Linked DNA regions of Hordeum vulgare: region 2 is linked to region 1. The links are chromatin contacts, called in public Hi-C maps. All regions are on one chromosome and are shown on one strand. Each heading gives the region's core, a stretch centred on a gene start, on an enhancer-like site or on the middle of the called end of the contact. The rest is flanking DNA. Distances are from core to core; before and after follow the strand shown. Region 1 holds the start of LOC123425728 (DNA repair protein RAD51 homolog 3). Region 2 holds the start of LOC123429870 (cyclin-D6-1).

What was found. A called contact is a pair of places that touch in the nucleus more often than the background predicts.
Region 2: a contact with region 1 is called in a Hi-C map of seedling, with 5 times the contacts expected there. The contact joins the promoter of LOC123429870 here to the promoter of LOC123425728 in region 1. A contact is called at or near these places in 1 of 6 Hi-C or Micro-C datasets (seedling) and 1 of 1 datasets of contacts at active chromatin or transcription factors (embryo).

Annotation. Positions count from the first base shown.
Region 1 is chr2H:175,137,927-175,142,074 of MorexV3_pseudomolecules_assembly, reverse strand. It overlaps LOC123425728 (DNA repair protein RAD51 homolog 3), which reads left to right and starts at 2,768. Exons shown (of 8, transcript XM_045109437.1): 1 at 2,768-2,987. The coding sequence starts at 2,900.
Region 2 is chr2H:175,723,573-175,727,842 of MorexV3_pseudomolecules_assembly, reverse strand. LOC123429870 (cyclin-D6-1) reads right to left here and starts at 2,196. Exons shown (of 6, transcript XM_045113847.1): 1 at 1,842-2,196; 2 at 1,665-1,757; 3 at 1,479-1,580; 4 at 1,171-1,378; 5 at 936-1,066; 6 at 17-626. The coding sequence starts at 2,027. The coding sequence ends at 417.

The sequences.
Region 1 (4,148 bases), core at 1,519-4,018:
AGGAGGATATGAGGACTCACGAACGCACCAGGTCAACCCGTCACGTATGACGCGACTCCACCCCGGACCATCTTTTTATTTTCTTTATTCATTCTTTTCTTTCTCTCTCTTCCTCCCACCAATCACGTGCAAGTGATAGGACATATGAGGAAGAAAATGAGTAGTCTAGCTCCACGGACGAATAAATAGAGGACACACTCGATCACTGACCGGACCCGTTCGCGGGCTTTTAGGGAGTCATATCTCCAATGTTCGGGTGTAGATGCTCTCATGGAGTATTCAAGGGATTATCTCGGCCCTTGCCGGAATCCCCGAAACCCCCTGAGGCCTTGTTTAGTGGGCTAGTTTCCAACGATCTCGTCCCTGCTTATCCCGCAAACCCCTCCCCTTGCTATCCTATACAGTACCCTCACCTCGTGTATTCTGTTCCCATGCACCAAGCAAGTATTGTTGGGGAAGGGATTGATGGGGATTTGGATTTGGAGGTGTTGAAGGGATTGGGTGGATTTGGAGGATTTGAAGGGATTGATGGGGTTGAAGGAATATGTGTCAAACTTATTCCAATTTTCATGGAATAAGTTTAAAAAACGGACCGGACCCGCGGTTGGACCAAAAAAATCGAAACTGATGGCCTGAGCGGTTTTTAAAGCTAATAAGACCGTTCTGCAATCAGACCGAAGAAAACCGGTCGAACCGGCTGGTTTTCTGAAAACCCCGATGAAAAGACCGGGCTAGTGAATCGAAAAAATCTAGGAAAATGTTTTAATGGAAATTGCCAAATAACCAACTCGGATGTGCTACTTTGTTGTCCATTACTTGATAATAATTTTATTTAAGCATTGTTTCACACTATATTAGCACATATATTACTAGAAACTCTATTCATCACCGAGGGTGCATAATAGTTTATTCTTCACCCAAGATAATCTTACAATCAATTTACAAATAAGTTATATTTGAAATACAAATAGTTACATTTATATTGAATCACTACCTAAAATTTGAAAAAATAAAAACAAAAATATAGGTCACAAGACTAGAAAGAATTGAATTTGTTGTATTTTTGCACTTTTTTTGTATGTTCGTAATTTTACGTGACATAAAATATAATTATGTGGATTATATTTTTTTACAGTCTCTTTTTCTGTTTACAATAAGACAAAATTTATGAAACGTAAATTTACGGTGCATTGATGTTAAAATAGAGGGGATGAAGAATAACTATTCCTCATCCAGGTTGACGAATAGGGCGACCCCATATATTACTCAGCATATATTATTCTATTGCTTAAAAAACCATAATCGAACCGATGAATCGGTGGTCCGATCGGTAAAAACCTAAACCAACATCTTTTTCGGTTCGATTTTCGGTTTAGTTTTTTAAACTATGGGTTCACTGGATCCCTTCCCATCCCCAATCCCTTTGAGCCTCGAAAATATCTAGTGCCAAACAAGGGGGAGAATTGATTTTAACCCCCGTGTTTCGCTCGCCTTGGATCTTACCCCCCTATTTTGCTTGCCTTCATCTGAACCTCCCTGTACCACATAATTGTTGTTGATTGCCCCCTCGTCATTGTTATTTGTTCAGTTAGCTAGTAATGAAAAAAACTGGTCTTATAATATTCCTATTTGACTAATTTGCCCTCCTAAAGTTTGCTCAAGAGTACAGCCGTTCGTTGGACAAATTCATTGTTCTGACCCACGAGACGTAAAGAATTCACAGAATGAACTCGGTCTGAAAAGATTTCATGATCTGACCCTTTTTAGAAACGTCGTAAACCCTGGCGTTGCAGTTGTACTATGAAACACCGTGCAATTGTGGCGTTTCCAGCCTTCACTGGAACGCCGATGTAATGTGGCGTTTACTACCACCTTAGAAACGCCAAGGTGGATGGCGTTGATGCCTCCCCTCAAAACGCCAAGGGTGATGACGTTTCTTAGGGACAGAACCTGCTAGCTTACGGTGCTGGCGATCTGTCCCTAAGAAACGCCATCATCCTTGGCGTTTTGAGGAGAGGCAGCAACGTCAGCCACCTTGGCGTTTTGAGGAGAGGCAACAACGTCAGCCACCTTGGCGTTTCTAAGGTGGCAGTAAACATCACATTACACCGACGTTCCAATGAAGGCTGGAACAGTACACCTGCAATGCCACGACTTACGGCGTTTCTAAAAAGGGTCAAATCGTGAAATTTTTCAGACCGAGCTCATTCTGTGAATTCTTTTCATAGTTAGGGTCGGAGTAGTGAATTTGTCCCTGTTCGTTCCCCTTTCCTTCTCGCTCGACCAACAACTAGAGTCGCTGCGCCTCGGCCCACCGTCCGCGCCCCCGCTGCTGTGCCGAGCCCCACCCTGCCCCATCAGCCGCCCTCCATTGCTGCCCCAAGGTACTCCCCTTCCGTTTTCCATGGATTCGTGGTTTCTCTTGTATGGTTGTCTAAATCCTAGAAACCCTAGGTGAAGAGGGAGATTGGTATGGGGATTTAAGTGTGAGGGGTTCGATCTGCAAAGGGGTGTGAATCATTGTTAGACTATATATTTGTAGTGTGTTTTTTATGTAAGACCATGTATGACAGCAGAAGTATACTGTTTTTGTGTGTGTGAAACATAGCACAGCTGAAGTACTTCATGTCATTGTTTATTTTGAGAAAATATGTTGTGGCTGCGACATCCGAACGAGGCTGTGCCTTCTAAACTGAAGGGTACTTCTGTCTATCCTTATTTCTATTTGATGGTCATATACTAACAAGTTTGTTAAACATGTCAAAGGGGGACATCAGCAAGAGCTAGACTGAACTGGGGGGTTCAGAGAAAGGCAAGCAAAGAAGAGGGCATAAGATCCAAGGCGAACGAACAGGGGGTTAAAATCAATTCTCCCCAAACAAGGGGGTCTCCACTCTCCATGAACCACACCGACGAGGAGGCCTACGCCGCGCTCCGCGGATGCGACATGGCTCCCAACAAGACCGCGCAGAAGCTCCTCCTCCAAGGTATCCCCGCCCGTGCTTATTCCGTTCGATTCTGCACGCAGCTGGCAGGAGCCGTTTGTGCGCTCGGTTTTAGCAGCGGGAGATGGGGAGGTTCTCTTGTCCCGTGAGGAAATGATGCGGGATGCCCCTGATTTGATGTGTGCGGTGTGCCTGGTTGATTCGGGTTCTAGTGGTTCTATGGTTTTGTGTTGTTATTCTTTCTCCATGTTTTATGTGTAGGGATTGCTATGCCTTTGCGCAAGTGTCTGTGAATCACGTTGTAAGGTTTGTGTCTTCTGTTGGATTCGTCTAGTTTTTTTCGCTGTAGGGTTCCTGCTGACGCTGGCAACATTTGTAGGGAAAAGCTGGCTTTTAGTTGATGTGTAGCTGATCTTTAGTGGAAGTATGGTATCCTGCTCTGAAGGATAATAATACCAGTATGTTTGTTGGTGCTTCCTGGATCTGAGACGATAACAACACTGGTCATGGTTCGGTGCTGTCTTTGAATTGAGGAGTCAAAATTGTCGTTTGCTTCTATTCTTCTTTTCTATGGAACATGGGGCAGTGGTTTCTGTAGTTATGTGCTGTCATCCTTTTGTGCATTTCTTATGCTGTTTGCAGCCTTGGCGCGGCTCCTTTAAAGTAGTTTCTGGCTTGTTTTAATTTGTTGCGAAGCAAGTTAGAAAATGAGAAGCTCAAGCATAGAAGGCAATTCAAGTAAGCATAGGAGACAAGGTGTCTTGCAACATTGACTTAGAAGGCATTAACTTTTGTCTTGGTACCTGCAATTCAAGTAAAGATTCAAAAGTATGTATTAACTGTGCAATTACTAATTTCCATTTTGACACATATTCTTTACACTTATTCCATGGAAATTGGAATCACAGCTCATCTCCATCTTGGGCTGAATTGAAATTTTCGCTTGAATTCTCCAGATCATTTACGGAGTTGAGTTTTGACACCCAAACGGAGCCCTAAAGAAAATTTCACTCTGACTTGTTTATATTAGTTATAAAGAGACCCTTTGTATCTGGATGGACATACACATAATAGTTTGTTTTCTGTCTATTCACATAATCTGTACTTCCATCCTGAAAATTTATCTCCTCCACAATGACTTTTGCTCTCCACCATTCCAAAAGCTGCACCCATGCCGTAGCTTCACTGTTGACACTTCACGCG
Region 2 (4,270 bases), core at 947-3,446, 590 kb before region 1:
CACGCTTTTGGTCTTATTTTTCAGCAACGAAACATTGTAAGTTTATTACCACTACTCCACATCCCAATATATTCATCCACCAGCCTAGCATCCCTCTTTTTTGCGGGAAAATACCAGCCTAGCATCTACAGTACGTAGTACTACTGGAGTACTACTACCGCTGCCGCAAAAATCACCCCAGGGAACAAAAGGAAAGACAAGGGAAACAAAAAAAACAATTAGTAAATGACAGCTACCAGTTACCACCACCAGTTTTTCTCTCCAATCTCCATCCCTGCTTACTTCACCTCGAGTCGAGAAGATTAAAATGGAAAAGGAATCGAAATAAAAGTAAAAAAGGAACAACATGGCAAGAGTAAATCCCCGGCTCTTCCAGCTGTCACGCCCCATCGGGTCATCGGACGACGTCCTGCCTCCTACCCCCACTGGGAAGGTGGGCCCATGCATCGCTTCTTGGCATCGGTGCCGTTGGCCACCGATCCGACGGTCCGCTCGCTCTCCGAGCTGGCGCTGCGGTAGTGGCCGTGCCCGAGGACCGTCACCGGCGTGTCAGCGCTCGCCGCCGTCCAGCCCGGCCCGACGCCGCAGACCGCCGCCATCACCTCGCCGCACTCACGTAGCTTCTCCTGCAAAGAGAGTTCGTCATTGTGAGAAGAGAGGTCGAAATTATTAACTCCGGCGAGAAAACAACAAACAAAGCTTATCAGCAGTGCGGGTCAATCGCTGCGCTCGGGCGCGTTTCACGAGGAAAATAACTACGAAAAGGCCAACAGTTGTGAATAAACAGGGTGGCCAAGGTCTCCTCTCCCAAAGGATCTGGAGTGTGTTTGGCATGGCATGGCATGACATGACAGGTGGTGGTTACTGGGAGAATTAAGGGGGGTTTAGTGGGTGGTGGAGAACAAAAATGTGCGGTTTTATAAGATCATGCTCACGCTATTTACAAAGGAGCAAGCGGCCACGCCGGCTTGGAACGCGGGGAGGTGGGCGACGGCGATCTCTCCGGCGGCGGCCAGCAGCGCCGACGCGGCCACCACGGACGGCGAGAACTCCGCCATCTTCACCTCTGCAGGAGGAAAAGATAATCAGCAGTTCAGCGGGCGATGAATCTGAGGGCATAGCGTTCGGGTTTGTTCGGCATTGGCATGCCGGAGTAGCGCAAGCACGTACCGGGCTGGGCGCGGAGAAGGAGGTCGACGGCGCGCTCCTTGACGGCGTCGAGCAGGGCAGGGTGCCGCGGCGGAGGGAAGCACGCCGAGAGAAAGAAGCCGAGGAAGGCGAGCGGCGTCACGGAGCGCGCGCGCCACTCCAACGCGCCCAGCACCACCCGCTCCATGCGCCGGATGGTCACCGCGTCGAACATGAACTCCTCGTCCCTCTGCAACCCACGTACGCACGCCAACACACACTTGATTAGCAACTAATCCCCATACAAACTCGCGACAGAGGAACCGAAAAACAAACAATAATCATCGTACTTGAATGTAGTCCATGGAGATTGCGTCGACGCGCTGCATCTTGGCGGCGATGGAGAGGCAGCTGATGGCGAGCAGCCGCGGCGCCCATGGCTTGCGCTCGAACTGAGCGGCGGGACCACTGGCTGTCAGATCAGACCGAAATCTTGCAAATTCTTGAAAGAAAGACATGATATTTCGCCTTCTTACCGGCAATTGTCCCTTGGAGAGGAAGCGATCCACGTAGTTCTGCGCGAGGTAGGCCACACGCGGGTGCAAGCCAAGCTCGCCGTCGTACCGGACCTGGGCCAACCGAGGCTGATCGGATCAGAAAAGGGAAGGGGACGAACCCCTCGCGAGACGCACAGCACATCCGAAGACCCGTACCTTGGAGATGAATCGGGCAGCGTCGCGGCGGACGGCGGAGGCGGCGGCGGACACGGACGGCGCGTGGTGGCCCTCGGCGTCGAGGAGGCTGGCGATCGGCTCGTCGGCGGGGCTCGTGAAGGGGTTCTCGAGGTCGAACTCGTACTCGTAGCCGTAGACGTACTCGTCCTCCCCCGGCATGTCCATGGCGTCCGTACGAGGAAGGGGCAAGAACACGCCAAGAACCGCAGGCTGTGGCTTTATGGGGGAGAGGAAGCCACCATTGCTGCCTGCTACGCAGTGTGCTAGTACTAGCTGTGTCTGGTTGGGAAGATGGCCTTTAATAAGGGAACCGTCGGGGTCCGGGGACAATGGCACAAAAGGTGTGGATTTGGGGTTCTTTTTGTAAAGATCGTGGAGACGGGGAGGCCCGAGACATGGAGGAAAGAGAGGACGAGGAAGAAAGTTTCTGGTGGCGACCCACCTGTCATGGATGCGAAATAATCGCTGTGCCTGTGCGTGACCCTGTGAGGCCAGCCGAGTTACTCCGTGGCGGCCCCATGCGTTTTGTCTTTTGACAGCTCTCATCCATGTGAAGAAGCGTGGTACAGTAATTCTTGCTAAAAATGTTGACGGCATTCTACAACACTAATCACCACATTTTTGGTCGACATAAGTAGAGATTCTTGTCACTATGGCAAGTTCCAGGGCAAATCTCTATGGCGCGTTGATGTTATTATTTCATAGTAGCATTTCCTCTCTTTTTTGGGGACGGTGATCATGGCTCTAAATTTATAAAATATCAACATTAAACAAGACCTCTCAAAAGAAAGAAAATACAATTCACTTCCGAAAAAATTCTCCATCCTCTTCATCCTGCGGATATCGCGCCGAAGTTACTGCCGCTGGAGTTCCGCGGTGTCAATGAAACAATAAATTGTATCCATATAAACAGTGCAGAAATCGCTCGTATGTGCGAGGAACTACCCCCGACGATGATCACAAAGGATCCACGGCCCAAACAAGAAGACGTCGTTAGTTCAATCATACCTAGACCTAGTGCATGCTGGGGTATTTTTCAGAATTTCATATCGTGACATTCTAATGGCATGTCTTCACGTTGGTCGTTTGACCAAAAACCAAATGAAACACAAAAATTGGGATCAAGGCAGAATCCTCCTCATTTGAGTTCCTTTTCCTTCTCGCATATGTGACATATTTGGGGAGTCCATAGCTACTAGGTGTGCCTGCATCAGAATCTGAGTTGCTCTCTCGGTTGGTTCCAACACTTAATTCAATGTTCACATCCATATCCATATTCTGATTGTGCCTCTAAAATTGACATCTTACAAGCAAACCCGTACTTTGGTGACGACCCTCAGCGATGGCAACGTCAGTGAAAATTAATGACAACAGTGAAGGAAGACGGTGACACGTGGGCGCATGATGGAGGGGCGATGGTCTGGTGATCTGAATGGTTTTTGTTAGGGAACGTAGCATGGGAAACAAAAAAAAAATCCTACGCACACGAAGACCTATCATGGTGATGATCATCTACGAGAGGGGGATCGGATACACATACCCATGCAGATCACTAAGCGGAAGCGTTAATAAACGCGATTAATGTAGTGGTACGTCTCCACGATCCGTCCCACGAACCGTCCCGCGAACCGTCTCGTGATCCGTCCCGATCAAGTGTCGAACGGACGGCACCTCCGCGTTCCGCGCACGTACAACTCAATGACGATCTCCGCCTTCTTGATAAAGAAAGAGGGACGGGGATGTAGATGAGTTCCCCGGCAGTGCGACAGTGCTCCGATGGTGGTGGTGATCTATTCATGCAGGGCTCCGCCCGATCTCCGCGGAAAACCGATCTAGAGGAAGAACTACGAAGTAGAGGTTTAGGGTTGCACGTGGCAAAGTTGTCTCTCAAATAGCCCTAAACCTCTAGTACATATAGGAGGAGGAAGGGGGTAGGCCTTGTGCCACAAGGGACGAGCCTTTGGGTCGGTCGAAGTGGAGGAGGGAGTTCTCCTCCAATCCCACTTGGATTAGGACTCCTTCCTTAATTTCCCACCTTTTTTGAATTTTCCACTTTTTTCTCATGGGCTTTCCTTGGATGACCTTGTCAGTCCATTATGACTTATTGCATATCCAATAAACCCATGTGGACCCCTTGGGGCGTGGTGGGCCCACCCAATGGTGTAACATCCCAAATTTTGGAATGTTAATATAATTGTTAGAATGATTGTTTGTTTGTTTGAGTGAGTGAAACCTGAGTGGTGTTTGAAACTTTTCAAAAACTTTTGAATGAGAGGGAATAAAATGACTTTCCCCTTCTCCGGGAATTCAAATTCAATCTTTTAAAATCAATGAGAGAAGATGACATGACTTCTTCAATTAATGAGAATTTGAATGGAGTTTGCATTTGAAAGCTTTCAAAATATTTG